2 separate regions of the Sus scrofa genome follow, and region 1 is linked to region 2. The links are chromatin contacts, called in public Hi-C maps. All regions are on one chromosome and are shown on one strand. Each heading gives the region's core, a stretch centred on a gene start, on an enhancer-like site or on the middle of the called end of the contact. The rest is flanking DNA. Distances are from core to core; before and after follow the strand shown. Region 1 has its middle 26 kb from the start of VIM. Region 2 overlaps CUBN (cubilin).

Region 1 (5,119 bases), core at 1,510-4,009, 180 kb after region 2:
CCACTACATTCTCTCAGTCACAGAGAAGACCCAAATTCAAGGGTGCAGAAACAGACTCCACTGCTCAATGTGGGAGTGGCAAGGTCACATTATAGGAAAGCACGTGGAATGAGACAGAATGTTGGGGCCACCTTTGGAAACTATAGATTGCCATAGATACAAGGTACTCTGTTGAGATTGAAATCAAAAGTCTCAATCAAAACTGACTTGAGAAGATAAAGAAAACCTGAACAGTCTTTCTTAAAAGAAAATATTAAGAACAAATATCCCAACAATTGAAGTCTACCAAACATGTAATGTAGAAATTCCAGTTCATCCCAAACAGTTTTAAATCATAAAAATGAGAGAACATTTTCTAACTCATTATGTGAATATGGCATAACTTAATTCCAAAACTAGACAAAGACCCAGTAGGAAATGAATACTGCAGGTCAACTATATCCATGGATAGAGACGCAACTATCCTAACAAAACATCAGCAAACCAACTAGTGTTCGCTGTGGTTCTTTGAACAGCAAAAGATGAAATTAGATGTACAAGAGATTTATTTTGAAAGATAAAATGAAAGACATATGAATAGATAGGTAAGCCTTTAGGCTGACATCAGTGAAAGGAGAGAAGGAAGGATGGAGTACTAGGAGCAGCCTCGGACGGCAGTACAGATTTAAGTTTCAGCAAAGCCCGCAGAAGGTCCTCAAGTTAGTTGCTGGTTAAATGAGTTCCATGTGCCACAGGACTGGGTCAGTACTATTATCTTTACTGTGTTCAGCCAATAGTTTGGGGGCGGCCTAGGGGAAGTGTGTCCTTGACCCAAATGTAGTAGTGAATCCAGAGGAATGACACTGGGATCAGTTAGGTTCCTTGAAACAGGAGATGTTAAGTGATATAGTTTTCTTACCATTACACAAATCAAGCACTACATTTTTAAAACATATTTCTGTATTTTAAACATATAAAAATAAATGTTGAGGACAGCTCAGGGATATGAGATTATTTTAATATTAAAAACCAGTTTGGGAGTTCCCATAATGGCTCAGTGGTTAACGACTCCCACTAGGAACCATGAGGTTGCAGGTTCGATCCATGGCCTTGCTCAGTGGATTGAGGATCCAGTATTGCAGTGAGCTGTGGTGTAGGTCACAGACGCAGCTCAGATCCCACATTGCTGGGGCTGTGGCATAGGCTGCCGGCTGCAGTTCTGATGAACTCCTAACCTGGGAACCTCCGTATGCTGTGGGTGTGGCCCTAGAAAAGACAGAAACAAAAACAAAAACCGTATGATCTACTTAAGAGACACAGAAAAAAATTCCATAAAAGTCAACACCGAATTGTTATAAAAACTTTTAGCAAAATAGGAATATAGAGGCCCTTTTTTAAGTTGCGATGAGATAGCTAAAAGAAACCAAGAGTAAACTTGAAAAACAATCATGAAATAATGGAATTATTCCCTTTAAGACCAAGAAAAACAAGGATGCCCACTCTCTCTGCTCCTATCCAATACTGCACTACAGGAAAAAAAAAAAAAAAAGATTAAAAGCATAATGACAGAAAGAAGAGATAAAACTGTCATTAATTGCAAAGAATATCACTGCTTCTTTGAAAAAACTACCCACAGACAAATTACGTGCAAAGAAAAGCAAAGGGATGAGAAGAAATAAGACACTCTTTTAGATGAACACTACCTCGGAAAGATATGCCTTACCAGATAGGACTCGAGTAAAATAAAAGGGTGTAATATCGGTGTAGAGATAGACCTCAAGGGAATATCATAGAGCACGCCCCCCCAAAACCCCATGCATCTTAGTTTGGTCTATGATAGCAAAATATCATAAACTGAGTGTATTAAACAACAAACATGTATTTCTCACAGATCTGGAGACTGAGAATTCCAAGATCAAGGTGCCGGTAGATTTGGTATCTGATGAGAGCCCATTTCCTGGTGTGCAGATGGCTGTCTTTTCCCTGGGACCTCCTATGGCAGAGAGAGTTAGAGAGAGACTGAGAGCTGGCTTCCTGGTCTCTTATAAGGGCACTAATCCTATTGTGCGGACCCCATTCTTATGACCTCATCTAACCCTAATTACCTCCAAAGGCCCCTCCACCTACCTTCACACTGGGGTTTAGGGCTTTCAACCTATGCATTTTGAGGGGACAGAGGCATTCCCTTCATCACACCAAGTACATGGAAATTTGCTTTATGATAGACTGGGCACTGTTCTAACCATCTAACTGGAAAATCATGGAGAGAAGGACCCTTAAATGGGAGATATACCATTGTATATCCAAAGCTTTTCCTGAAGCCTTTCTATAAGAGAGAGCCAACCTTCTCTTTCAGCCCCCGTCGTCCTGAATGTGAAGCAACATATACCTTGAAAAAGAGACAATGACTGGATGGTTTTCGCATCCCTTGAGGTGCCAAAGATTTTCTTGACAATTCAGAAATTCCATACCTAATAGCTCACCGTCCAAAAGCAAAATTAATTTTATATTAACATAAAGTCTAACATTAACTATAGGAAGCTTGCATTATGTTTGACCATCTCCAAAGCCTTTCTTTTCCCACTCATTGTCTATTTCACCCCAGCCAACAAATCCCATCTTTCAATTCCAATTAAATGTGGATAATATAGACCACCAACAATAGATGTAGGGTCACGGATCGAGTCAGATAACTGAATGTTCTCCTCATCATCTCCAGACAAACCCTCTTTCTGCCTGTGACTCATGGATCTTACACTGGTTTACTGTGAGAACTAAACATGGAGAGGTTGACGCTGTCCCCAGGTGGCAGATGGGGTGAACTGCCTATGAAACGATGCAATCAGCTCCAGGCAGAATACATTTCAAAATGTTTCTCCCTGTGGAGTTTGACAGAAACAGGCAATTTTTGCTCTAACTGCCATGTGTTTCAGCAAATCACACTGGCTGTTCTGAGGGGTCAACTTTCAGGCCCACCAGGGACTGTTTGAGTTCTTTGGCGTCAAACTGCCAGACCGGAGCTGAAACAGAATGTCACTCAGGCAGTTCCAGTTTGTTCTACTCAAGAATTTGTTATACTCAGACCAAGGCCTGGCTTTCAGTACCGAGGGGTAATGACATTTCTTGGCTTGACCATAAAGTCCTCTTGACCATATCATGCTGATGAGATTTTAGTTTCTGCTTACATGAGATTTTGTAATGGGAACAGCATCTAAAATGGTTGATAAGAAAAAAATACAAGGTGACCTATTTCAAAGCAGCTCTATGTTCATGTGATTTGGCCAATGGACCTTCTTTTAAATGGATCTATTAATCAAGTTGGAATTCGTAAAATGTGAGCCCCCCCAAAAGTTTGTAAAATGTGAGACCACCAAAATGACACAAAGTTTTAATCCCAATACTGTTTTTATGTGTGTGTGTGTGTTCTAAAAATATGCTATAATCATGTTTCTGCCAAGGATGGACTATTGTCTTTAGGCCAAAGCTTGAGAAGATAAAGTATAGCATCCAATTAGCTGCCCAGAGGAGAAAGAAGTATGTTTTTTCCCAAAACAATTTTTTATTGAATTATTAGGATGTTGTGTTAGTTTCAGGTATACAGCAAAGTGATTCAGATATATATATTTATATTCTTTTTCAGATTCTTTTCCATTATAAGTTATTATAAGATAGTGACTATATTTCCCCGTGCCATATAGTCAGTTCTTGTTGGTTATATCTTTTATATACAGTAGTGTGTATCTGCTAATCCCAACCTAATTTATCCCTTTCTCCTTTGATAACCATAAGTTTGTCTTCTACATCTGTGAGTCTACGTCTGTTTTGTAAATAAGTTCATTTGCATCATTTTAAAAAAGATTCCACATGTTAAGTGATATCATATATTTATCTCTGTCTGACTTACTTCACTTCGCATGAAAATCTCTGGGTCCATCCATGTTGCTGCAAGTGCCATTATTTTCACTCTTTTTAATGGCTAATATTCCATTGTGTATGTATATGGAATTATATATTCCATTACACACACACACACACACCCATATCTTCTTTATCTACTCCTCTATGATGGACATTTAAGTTGTTTCCAGGTCTTGGCTATTGTAAAGAGTGCTGATACAAACATTGGGGTGCATGCATCTTTTCAAAGTAGAATTTTTTTTTTCCCAACATATAACCATGAGATTGCGGGATTATATGGTAACTCTATTTTTGGTTTTTAAGGTACCTCCATACTCTTCTCCATAGTAGCTGGACCAAGAAACATGCATTTTAAGGGCAGAGAACCTCCAAAGCTATAACATGGCCCGAGCATACTAACCTGAGTAAGCAGGAGCTGGATCGCCCTTGGGAAATGGGTGTCCACACCGTTGGGCACATGTGTAGTCTCCAAGTTTGCCACTGTGGCCATTCTGTTTAGCTAGCTATTGTTCAGTTCCAAGGTGGTGGATCATGATGGCTGGCTAATGTCAACTGCAGAGTCATTCTGTCTACATGGTTGTTCAGTGTTTCTTCTGTGGTGGGATGCTTTCTGGCTGGCATTAATTGATACAAAAATTTTCACACTGTGCATCTCCCATAGTCCCCTCCATATGCCTCTCCCTCAGCCCTCCTTGTATCTAAGGGTCCAGGCCTCTTCTTTCCAGGCTCTTGGCCGGCTAGCCACGCTGTAGGTCTCAGGCCAGGAATCTCTATATAGTCTGACTTTGAGCTGCTATGCCTTCTATGCCAGATGTGTCACTGGCATCCCTACTCATTAGGAAGAGCTTTGCTCCCATCCCCACCCTACTGTCTTTCAAGGCCATCTGGATGTGGCTGCAGTAGAGCCACCAGGTATTCCAGCTTCTACCCACAAACTGAGCCCAACCACCTGTACACCAAGTGCAAGTTTTTGCTGGTTTTATGGCACTTCTTCCCCCACATGGCCCCAGGAGAGCTGGAGGTCTACAAGGAAGGCCTACCAATGCAACCACAGACGGTGACACGGTGTCTGGGCTACCAGCTCCTGCAGCTTACCTGCGCTCTCTGGTCCAGCTCAGGCTCGATTCTGTATGTATCATTTCCATCCCTATTAGGGTCCATGGTGAGAGCTGTTGCTCAGAAGATGTAGAATTCTCCATTGCAGATGATATGGACTTTCTTT
Region 2 (5,529 bases), core at 747-3,246:
TATCACATTCATTGAACCATTCTATATAATTTAAAAGCTCTCATCGACAAAAACAGATGGACCGAGAGTTGATCTATTCTTGCTATGCCTAATTCTTCTGCTACCAGCCACATCACATCACCTGGGGGCAATGTACACTTTTAGAACTGGAGATTGTATTTGCCGTAGCAATATAAATCCAAGAATTAATACATAAGTGTGTGTTTCCTGTTTAATAACAAAAGAAAAAGAAAGAGATGCTGCCATGAATCTGGGCAATACCACATTTGTTAAATAGTTATATTTCATTCTCAAAGAAATGTTTACGGAGCTCTCTTACAGAGCAAAAAGTCTTTCAAAACCAGACTCTATATGAAAGAGATACACTAGGCATTCGCATCTTAATCTACATTTAAAGGGCATGTTCTCATGGCAACAAGATATCTGGAACTACAAAAGGAGAAGATTTGAGATTCTTAAATCACATCTATTCAGACTCAAAAGAAAGGTTCCGACTATCATTCTCTCACCTCTCTCTAGAATTACCTCCCTATTCTTTGCTCTTTCTAAAACTTTGGGGGGGTGGTCTCTCTCTCTCTCTCTTTCACAAATAGAGTTGAGAAACGGCAAGGTCACCCTCCCTCCAAACCGCCAATGTATCTTAAATACCAGTCTCATTTTTTTTTTTTATTCCTTTGATAAAACATGGTCATTTTTAAGTATACCTTTAAAAAAATAAAACCACTATTTTGGGGAGCAATATGCTGAGTCATAATAAGGTCATTTGAATTGGATCCTTCCTGTATCACATTCTTCAATACCCACTGTCTGAAGCATATGAAAAGAAGTGGATGTACTTTTCCAAAAGAGGCTTAGTTCACAAATTTTCCCAATAAATAGATAAGATTACTGGCTAGAACTTTGATCGAAGCCATCACACACCTATCTAGAATACTCTGTAGATATATATAAATCCTGTTCTGACAATAACTAGAGTTAGACCTTGTGACCTCAATTTTCTCATTTGTAAAATTAAGGATTTAGATTAAATGACCTCTGAGGCCCTTGCTGGTGCTAAAGTTCTATAAATCCATTAGTTGTATTACTTTAAGACGGTCAAGGATACATTAGAAAAGTCTATTCAATTATTCAAATCACCGTACATGACCTGTCCTCCTAATAACAGAGTTCTTTTATTTTTTCCATTAATGACCCTTGAAGGAAATTTGATCGAGACTTTGTGGGTATGTGCGCACATCAGAATATTGATACTTCAATGGCCCACCATGAAAGGGCCTCATTGAATGTCTTCGAACTAATAAGTGCAAGACAGGAGTCAGCAATTTGGCCTGAGAACACTTTGCATTTCTACAATGGTTTTAACTTTTAATCTATTTTTATGATTTATTTCCTTGATGTATCCTTACAAAGTTTTGAGGAAAATGTAGGGTTTCTCATAGAGGTAGGAACTCAAGTATCCCAATAAAGACTTGTCCGAGGTTATACAGTCAGCAAACGTCTGAGTAAATTAAGAACTTAGACACAGCGGTGGGTGGAGATGGTAGAGTAGAAAGACCCAGAGGTCACCCTCTCCCATAGTCACACCAAGTTTATAACTATTCAGAGCAACTATCTATCCATGAGAATGACCTGAAGACTAGCAGAAAATATTTTCCACAACAAAAGATATAAATAAGGAACTATAATCAGACAGGTGGAAGTGTCAGAGACACAATACAGTTAAGACCCAGGCCCCCAGGGAGTTGCCCCACAAATGGGAGGATGCTCATAATCACATAAGTTCTTCCCAAGAAGTGAGGGGTCTCAGCTCCATATCCGACTCCCAAGCCCCAGGGGAACTACACTAGGAAGATGAGCCCCAGAAGGTCTGGCTGTAAAGGCCAGTGGGGCTGATGTACGTGAGAGACAGAGGGCCATGGGAAACAGAGATTCTGCTCTGAAAGAAAGCACGCAAAATCTCACATGCTATGAGTCATGGTGCAGAGGCAGTAGTTTAAAAAGAGCCTGAGTCAGACCTGCTTGCTGATCTCAGACAGGCGCCAGAGAGCCAGGAAGCAACTAGGACTCCTTGTGGGGACAAAGACATTGGTGGCAACCATTTTGGGGACCTCCTTCTACCACAAAGATACTTGTGCTGGCAAGGGCCATTTCAGAGTCTTCCCCCTAGCCTATTAGTACCAGGGGCTTATCTGACCACCAGTGGGCTGCCACCAGCATCAGCTCCTCAGTCCTGTATCCAGTCATCCCAGGACCTGGTCACACCCACCAGCAGACCGGCATCCACCCCAGGACCTCATAGGCCATGTGGCCAGTCATACAAGAACACAGCCCTACCTAAAAGTAGGCCCATCACCAGCTCTGAGACACCCCCCTCCAGCTATGTGGCCAGCCATGTAGGACCTAGCCCCATCAAACGGTGGGCCCAGCACTAGCTCAACAATACCTCAGGCCACATGGCCAGCCATACTGGGGCTTGGACCCACCCACTAGTGGGTTGGCAGCAACACAAAAAATCAGGCTTAAAAGCAAATGGGTCAGGAGTCAGTCCCACCTACCACTGTGCCCAGAGCAATTGGTTCTGTCACAACAGAAAGGGCCACTCAGCCCACAAAGAGGGCACTCCTAGAGCATATAGTTCTAGCATATTGACAAGTGGGGAATATGTAGCAGGCCCCATCAGACATCTCCTACATAAGGCCACTTCTCCAAGATTGAGAAATGTGACCTATCTACATAACACATAAAAATAAACACAGAGAATCTGGCAAAACGAGGAGACAGAGAAATATGTTCCAAATGAAGGAACAAGGCAAATACTCTGAAAAGGAACTAAACATAGTGGAGACAAGCAATCTACTCAATAAAGAGTTCAAGGTAATGATCTTAAAGATACTCAATGAACTTTGGAAAAGAATGATGAACACAGTGAGAAGTTTAACAGAGAAAATATAAAGAAGATAACAAACAGAGCTTAAGAATGCAATAACTGAAATAGAAAGTACACTAGAAGGAATCAATGAATCAGAAAACCAGAAGAGATAGTATTGGAAATCCCCCAGGTTGAAAACAAAAAAAAGGCTTTTTAAGAACGAGAACAGTTTAAGAGACCTCTAGGACAACATCAAGTGTAATAACATTCACATTAAAGGGGTCCAAGAAAGAGAAGAGAGATAGAAGGGGCAGAGAACTTATTTAAAGAAATAATATCTGAAAACCTCCCTAACCTGGGAAAGGAAAACAGACATTCAGGTCCCATAAGCACAGAGAGTATCAAACAAGATGAAACCAAAGAGGTTCAAACCAAGAACCTCTTAATTACATTGTAATTAAAATGGAAAAAAAAATAAAAAGCAAAGAGAGAATATTGAAAGCAGCAAGAGAAAAGCAACTCATTACACACCTGGGAATTCCCATACAACTATAAGCTGACTTTTCAGCAGAAACTTTTTAAGCCAGAAGGGAGAGTAAGAATATCTTTGAAGTGATAAAAAGAAAATACATACAATCAAGAATACTCTATCTGGAAAGACATTATTCAGATTTGAAGGAAAGATAGTTTTATAGACAAGCAAAAGCTAAAAGTGTTCTGCAACAGTAAGCCAGATTTACAAGAAATTTTAAATGGTATTCCATATAAATAGAAATGAAATCTGGAGTAGCAACACTTATATAAGACAAAATAGACTCTAAAACAAAGACTGAAACAAGAAAAAAAGAAGGGTATTAGATGATTGGGGATCAATCTGACAAGAAGGTATAACAATTATATGTATATATGCACCCAACATAGGCATACCTAAATACATAAAGCAAATATCAACAAATATAGAGGGAGAAATTGACAGTAACAATAATAGTCTTTATAGTTTAACACCCACTTACATCAATGGACAGATTATCCAGAGAGAAGATCAATAAGAAAACATTGGCCTTAAATGACACATTAGCCCAGATGGACTATACATAATGTTTGTATATAAATATTCCATCCCAAAGCTGCAGAATACACATTTTTTTTCAAGTGCACATGGAACATTCTCCAGGGTAGATCACATATTAGGCCACAAAACAAATTTCAATAAATTTAATAAGATTGAAATCATATCAAGCATCTTTTCTGACCACAACAGTATGAGACTAGAAATTGATTATAAGGAAAAAAATCTGAAAAAAAAGAAAAAAATACAAAGATGTGGAGGCTAAAAAATATGCTACTAAACTACCAATTGGTCACTGAAGAAATCAAGAAGAAATCAAAAAATACCTGGAGATGAATAAAAAATATAATCACAATGATCCAAAATCTAGGACACACATAAAAAACATTTCTAAGGCAGAAGTTAATAGTGATAGAAGCTTATCTCAGGAACTAAGGAAAATCTCAAATAAACAATCTAATTGTACATCTAAGGGAATTATAATAAGAATAACAAAAAAATCCCCATGTTTGTAGAAGGAAATAAATCGTAAAGATCAGAGCATAAATAAATGAAATTAAGACTAAAAAAATAGATCTACTCAAGACAATATCAGCAAACCAAATTCAGCAATACATTAAAAGGGTCACACACCATAATCGAAAGGAATTTATACCAGGAACAAAAGGATGGTTCAATATCTATAATGTAATCAATATGATAGGCAACATTAACAAAGAATAAAAACCATATGATCATCTCAATAGATGCAGAAAAACTTTTTGACAAAATTCAATACCTACTTATAAAAACTTTCAAGAAAGTGGTCAGAGAGGGCACATATCTCAACATAAGAAAGGTCATATATGACAAACCTACAGCCAACATCATACTCAACAGTTAAAAAAAAAAATGTTGAAATCATTTCCTTTATGATCAGAAATGAGACAAGGATGGTTACTCCCTCCACTTTTATTTCACCTAGTATTGGAAGACCTAGTCATAGCTATTAGACAATAAAAAGAAAAGGAATCCAAGTTGGAAAGGAAGCAGTAAAACTGTCAGTTTGAAGATATGATACTATATAGAGAAAATAGTAAAGATAACACCAAGGAAACTCTAGAACTAATGTATGAATTCAGTAAAGTTGCAGGATATATGATTAATGTACAAAAATCAGTTTCATTTCTGTACACTCATAATAAGGTATCAGAAAGAGAAAGTAAGGAAACAGTCTCATTTACAATTACATTAAAAGAATACCTAGGAATAAATCCAACCAAAGAGGTAAAAGACTTGTAGTCTGAAAACTATAAGATATGATGAAAGAAATTGAAGACAACAAAAACAAATGGAAAGATATCTATGCTCATGAATTGGAAGAATATTATTAAGATGACCATACTATCCAAAGCAATTTACAGATTTAATCTACAATTAAAATCAAATACCAATGGCATTTTTTTACAGAGCTAGAACAAATAACTCTAAACTTCATATGGAAACATAAAAGATCATGAATAGGCAAAAGAATCTTGAGAAAGAAGAACAAAACTTGGTTTCAAATTATACTACAAAGCTATATAATCCAAACAGTATGGTACTGGCACAA

Evidence for each region. Hi-C and Micro-C count contacts between places; a contact is called where the count stands out from the background.
Region 1: a contact with region 2 is called in a Hi-C map of embryonic fibroblasts, with 3 times the contacts expected there. The contact joins two enhancer-like sites. A contact is called at or near these places in 3 of 47 Hi-C or Micro-C datasets (embryonic fibroblasts and epiblast stem cells) and 1 of 2 datasets of contacts at active chromatin or transcription factors (alveolar macrophages).

Annotation. Positions count from the first base shown.
Region 1 is chr10:43,539,597-43,544,715 of Sscrofa11.1, forward strand. No RefSeq gene overlaps it. Among named protein-coding and RNA genes, the nearest start is that of VIM, 26 kb to the left of the region's middle. Within about 2 kb of position 2,760, at least 6 of the 83 cell types and tissues checked have an H3K27ac peak or open chromatin away from gene starts, as enhancers often do. A contact at or near this core is called in alveolar macrophages and embryonic fibroblasts, where this site is marked.
Region 2 is chr10:43,364,430-43,369,958 of Sscrofa11.1, forward strand. All of the region lies in intron 17 of CUBN (cubilin), which reads right to left. Among named protein-coding and RNA genes, the nearest start is that of CUBN, 47 kb to the right of the region's middle. Within about 2 kb of position 1,997, at least 14 of the 83 cell types and tissues checked have an H3K27ac peak or open chromatin away from gene starts, as enhancers often do. A contact at or near this core is called in alveolar macrophages and embryonic fibroblasts, where this site is marked.